Linked DNA regions of Zea mays: region 1 is linked to region 2. Evidence: chromatin contacts called from public Hi-C data. All regions are on one chromosome and are shown on one strand. The core of a region is the stretch at or near the end of the contact, and the rest is flanking DNA. Distances in the headings are between cores, read along the strand shown.

Region 1 (2,971 bases), core at 141-2,640, 99 kb before region 2:
GGTGGGTCGGTCTTGGACCGGGCGATGGATCCACTCGAGTGGTTTCCCTTCTGTTCGCCCGACACCCCATATCTGGTTCTGCCATGCCTGACCCCGGACTCGGTGCCGCTGGGTTCGTTTGGGGGCGGGTACTTCCAGGCAATGGCGGATCCATGATCCTTGCCAAGGAGGCTAGAAGCTAACTATCTTCTTTCCCCCCCTTATATTCTTCCTCTTTTTTCTCTTCACTTTCTTCTTCCTTCATCTCCATTTCCCCTCTTATTCCTTCCTCTCCCTTCTTCCTTCTCGCTTCCTCTCTCTTTCTCCTCTTCTTTCTTCCTCTCCCTAACTCCCTCCTACTTGTATGCTGCCGACGCAGGGGTGTGTGTGGAGCCCACCCAATCCCCCTCGTGGATCCGCCACTGCTTTCAGGGTAGACGTTTTCTATCTCCTCCAGTTGACTGACGGGCCCAAATTGCTAGAGGCTTTTCCCTAGTGTGCTCCCCTGGTCCCAAGGACATCCTTGACAACTAGCTTTGAGTTCTAACGGCTATATGACATGGCGACACATATGGCATGGTCTGGTGGTACACTAGACCGCTCCGGTGCCACTAGCACTTGATAGCTCGAGTAGAGCTGTCACTAAAATAGCAGGCGTTGCAGAAATATATGAAGTTGGAGCCATATGGAGAGGGTCATTTGAGTAAAAATACGCTTCTATCTTCTAACATAACATTTATATTTGTAAGTATTGTGGAGAGCTAGCACGACTCTTTAACTGTAGTTAGCGAAAAATAAATAAATAGATAACAATAATATTTAAAGATCTAGTTGGAAGGACGGTTAGACAAGTTTTCGAACATTGTTTTTGTTTTTATTAAATACGAAAAGATAAAAATAATTAGAGCAGCAGCTACGTGCCGAGAAACGGTTGCCGACTCCTGCAAAAACCTGTTGATCTGGAATAAGGAAACGTACGCGTGCCTGCGTGCTTCGTCTCCGTGGCAACAGTACTTGCGGCGCTCGACGTTGCAAGTGCTGCCTTCGTTTCGCAGCGTGAACTGAAAGGCCGGTGGTGAAGTCGCCTGGTGACGAACGTACGAAAAGGAGATCGCGGCCGCGGAGAGAGAGAGAGAGAGGCCCCTCTCCAGCGGCGCGAAAACGACGGGGCCTTGGACGACCGCGACGCGACGGGCCCAAAGTGCTTCGTTCGCTAGCTTTGACCACCCAAACCCAACCCCAAATGGCTGCCTCCGTCGCTTCGCTCCCGTAAGCCCCGTCCCGTCCCGTGCCACGCCCTCCGACGCCGCGTGCCACCCCACTCCGGCTTGGCTCCATGCCCCCCCTCCATCGCTATCACTTCTCCTCCCCTCGCCTCTATATATAGCAGCGCGCTGCGGGGAACGGGGTACGCCTCCTCCACTCCCATCTAGCCAATAATCTCCTCCAGACCGACTCACTCGCCGCGGTGCGCTTGCCCGTCCGGCCGGCCGGCCGGCCCGCGTACGTACAGACACCGCTCCGTACGGAGGACCGGAGCGGGGGACGGATCGCTCGCCCGCCCGCCGGGAGAAGCATCTGGGAGCGAGGGAATTGCGGAGGCGAGATAGAGATGGGGATGAGGCCCGGGTGGGTGGGCGGGCTGGTGGAGGAGAGCTTCTTCGTGGGGTGCGCGGCGCACGAGGACCGGAAGAAGAACGAGAAGAACATCTTCTGCCTGGGCTGCTGCGCCAGCATCTGCCCGCACTGCGCCCCCGCGCACCGCCACCACCTCCTCCTCCAGGTACACACACCGTCTGCCAGCACCCTGTCGATCGCACGGTGGCGGGGAGGAAGAAGACGACGCCTAGGAACTTCGTCCTCGTCTTCTTCAGACCTCGAGCCGGCTAGCTCAGCTCCGGCGTACAGTGTGCTACGTGAGCTTTGTTGCTCAATTCTTCAGTGTTCCGTGGGTCACGGACGCTTGTACTTGCTCGACCGGATTAGGCCGAGTGGCTGGCTGGCTGCCTCCTAGCTACTACTAGCTCCGCTAGGTTGGCTGCCTGCTGTCGCTGCTTCTCAAAGGGAAAGGGGATCCGGATCCGTCTCCTCGCCGGCTCGCCTCCTCTTCCTTCCTTCTCCGTGCTAGTAGCACCCCTAGCTAGTGTAGGCTCAGCTTTGGGCGTAGTAATTACGGCATGGCTGCTTCGGTTGGGCTTAATTGCGTTGCGGCAGCATCAGTTTAGCACAGTCCCAAGGCCGCGGGCGACGCAATTAACGTCCCCGGCCGCTCTTAGGACGCCGCGCTCGCCCGTGTCGTTTTCTGTGCGCCTCTGGTTAATCTCAGCCCCCACACACACACCAAGCACAAGTTTGAATTGCGAGTTCCGGCCTCACGGATCGCCGCCGTACCACCAGCCTACCAGGGAAATTCACTGCATGCGATTTCGGATTCTTTTTCCCTCTTTCCTCGTGCGCCAGTGCCCCCCCTCCCGGCCTGTCGTTGCTGCTCTTGGTGGCAGTGGGCAGTGGCAGGAGAAGTAAAAGCCCCGAGCTCGATTGGGGAAGAGAGGAGGGGAGGGTAAAAAAGAAAAGTGGCGACCCCTGATGCGGCTTGGCCATACTCCCCGAACAAGCATGGTCGCACGACGAGCCTGGGTCCTTGTGGCTGAATTCCTCCGTCCGCCCAGCCGTGGGTTGGTGTGGCGCGTGCATGCATGATGCATGCGCTCCTTGGGTCTGCCCCTGGGACCTGCGCGGCCTCCTCCTGCAGTGCACGCTCTCCGGCCCCTTTTGTTGCCTCGCCTGCAAAGGCTGCTGCGGTGCTGCCCCCTTCTCGCCCGCTCTGGCGCCTTGACCTTTCCACGCCCTCCCCTCCGATCCTCCCCCCCCCCCCCCCCCCCCCCCCCCCCCCCCGATCGGCCGGCCGCTCTGATCCTTGCATGCACGACGACGAGCCCCGGTGGCGCCGTCCGGCCGAGCCTGCCTAGCTTTTTAACGGTGGTAATAGTGA
Region 2 (2,700 bases), core at 179-2,678:
TGTTTGACCAATATAATACTTACTATTATGTTTTCACATAGTGATGGTTACATTATACAGACCAACCTTCATAAAACATTCAACGTTTGGTTTTCTAAAACGAGCTATAGCCACTGCGCATGCACGCATTCCGGTCCGCCGATCCAATCTCTGCTGACAATCTCTGCTGACGAGCGGAAAAAAAAAGCAGCAAAAGGATTATTATGGGTCTCCCCGTCCGTACTGCATGGTTGAACGTGCGCCGTACACTATTTGTCACTGAACCGGGCTGGCTGCGTGTGTGTTGTTGTGTAGCCCATGTGCCGTGTCCTGGTCCTCTTTTCTGAGAGAGAGAGAGAGAGAAGAGATACCAACCAGTGACCCTGCAGAAAAAATGAGTGGAGGGGATCTGGGCACATTTGTCCTGAACTCGAACGATTGAATTGTGTGTTCAGTCTGCCATGGTACGCGTGCACGAATTGGCAATCCGGGTATAATTAAGTTGAACTGGTAAAACAAACTCCATGGTGCTCTGGTATGCAGTCGCCGAGGATGGCTTCAAGATGCGTCCACTTCCCATGATTCCATTCCATCCCTCCGGCATGCAGTCGGGCAGCGCTGTGCTCCTCTGCAGCTGCAGGAGAAAACTCATGACCGGACCGTCCACTCCGGCGTGCCGGATCGAGCATCCGGGCCGGCATCCGGGCATGGAGATGGACAGAGCGGCAACAAACCCTCCACCTTCCATCGCTCCTTCCCATGCATCTCCATCTGCAGCTAGCTAGGCGGCGACCGACCGATCTCACCCACAAGCCTAACGAACGAACTCAAGTGGCCTGCCGCCACCACGCGGTTATTAGATGCTGCTGCTAAAAAGATACCGGCTGGCCTGCAGGCCGGGCAACCTTTTTTCACCCTCCTGGCTCCCGCACCCTAAACCCGGACGACGACACGGAACGCACGGGGCCGCCGCGCCCGCGCCTGCGGCGGCATGCATGGTGCCAAGCAGGCACGCATGGGCGCCAGGCCCAGGCCCCCCCGTCGCAGCTGCAGCTGCATCTGCTGGCGCACACACACCGCGCTTGCATTGCATCGCATCGCATCGCATCGCTGCTACGCACCTACCAGCACACGATCGGATCAGGGGCCGCCGGCCGGGCGCGGACAGAATAAAGGCAGGCTACCGAGATCGATGATGCGCGGGCGGCGCCGGCTTTGGCTGTGTCACCGCGGGAGGAGCAGGGTTGTGCGCTGCATATGCAACAGCTGCAACGGCGTTATGGGGCGCCATGCATGGGGATACCTCCTGGGGACAGGGCCCTCCATATGCTCATTGTCATGCCGCCTTGTCCCGGATAAAATTAAAGCTGCAGCTAGCGTACACCACTCTTCCTGGTACATTGCATTGCATGGGGATGCTAGTGTTTTATATAATAATTTGGAGTGGTCGACCTAGCTATAGCTAGCTAGCTACCTAGGGTGCTACTGTCGTAGCTATATATAGACCATCGTGTCTTCATCCTAGCAAGCTTGAATCGTAAGTGCGCTTTATTAGAATCTTTTTTTTTGTCAGATGGTTTAGCCCATCATTGAAACAGGCACATTACAACCATAATGAACTCAATATATGATGTGTGAAGTCGTGCTGAATAGTGCAACAGTGCAGCACCGCCAAAGCAGCTAGCTAGCACCTTTTTTTTTGGTTCGAGCGGAGGTGACCTGTCCTGTGGGGATCGATCTACAAACTGACGAGTAAATAAATGATGAGCTAGCTAGATAACGAAGCTGAAGTGACGGACCGACGAGACTAAACACGGCTCTGATCCCGCCCATGACGCACCAAGCAATCACAGGCGGCGGGCACGTGTCGATCCATGCAGAGCGGCCCCCATCTACTGCTGTTGCTGCAGCCGCATGTCGATCGATCGGGCGCAGACGCGGGCGGCGAGGCGATCGTTCATGCCGTAGCCGTACCATACAATGCCACCACCACTACACCATGACACAATTTTAGCGTCAAACAACTGACGGTAAAAATAGACGTTTTGCGACAGACAGTCTGTCACAAAATATTCCCATCACACTATCTGTCGGTAGTTATTGTATTGGAGTCAACAAATCTGTCGGCAATAATGTCGAGCTATTGTGGCAGTCCATCTGTCGGTAAAACAGATTATACGTGGCGTAAAGTCTGTCGGGAAAAAGTAGCATCAAATCGTTTGTCGGTAAATGGATGTCACGATCCTAAATAGCAAAAAATAATTAATAACGAGCGTCGTGAGTACTACGTACGTAACGTATAGGATCGGAATCGAACATATTATTTTTGGCAAAAAAAGTTATATATACATGTATATGCTATATATATATATATACTCTGAAATATTGAAAAATACATGAGTACTGAGTATTTAGACCCAAATTTGTTTTAGGCTTTGTTCTTGCTTCTTTGCATGCTCGGCCCATCTGGCCCATTAGGTATTAGGTCTGTCGCGCGCTGTCCCAGGCCCCCAGCACGGCAGCACGGCAGTCGCAGGTCTCACCAAACACCAGCCGGCAGCCGCCAAGGCGCCAGGGCTGACGTGACTCGCGCGAGGCGCCATCAGCGGTCGGCCTCGGCCACGACCGCACGGGCGCCAGGGGCCTGACGGGCGCACCACACGGCCATCGGCCAGGGCGCCAGGCGCTGTCGCGCTGAGCCAGCGAGCCGCTGACCGCTGA

What was found. A called contact is a pair of places that touch in the nucleus more often than the background predicts.
Region 1: a Hi-C map of leaf shows a contact between it and region 2, with 4 times the contacts expected there. The contact joins the promoter of LOC100284599 here to the enhancer-like site in region 2. A contact is called at or near these places in 12 of 25 Hi-C or Micro-C datasets (ear, endosperm, leaf and 3 more) and 1 of 3 datasets of contacts at active chromatin or transcription factors (leaf).

Annotation. Positions count from the first base shown.
Region 1 is chr9:114,859,340-114,862,310 of Zm-B73-REFERENCE-NAM-5.0, reverse strand. LOC100284599 (zinc-binding protein) reads left to right here and starts at 1,390. Exons shown (of 4, transcript NM_001398978.1): 1 at 1,390-1,762. The coding sequence starts at 1,592.
Region 2 is chr9:114,760,974-114,763,673 of Zm-B73-REFERENCE-NAM-5.0, reverse strand. No RefSeq gene overlaps it. Among protein-coding and RNA genes, the nearest start is that of LOC118473463, 41 kb to the right of the region's middle. Within about 2 kb of position 1,428, at least 17 of the 20 cell types and tissues checked have an H3K27ac peak or open chromatin away from gene starts, as enhancers often do. A contact at or near this core is called in ear, leaf, root tip and 1 more, where this site is marked.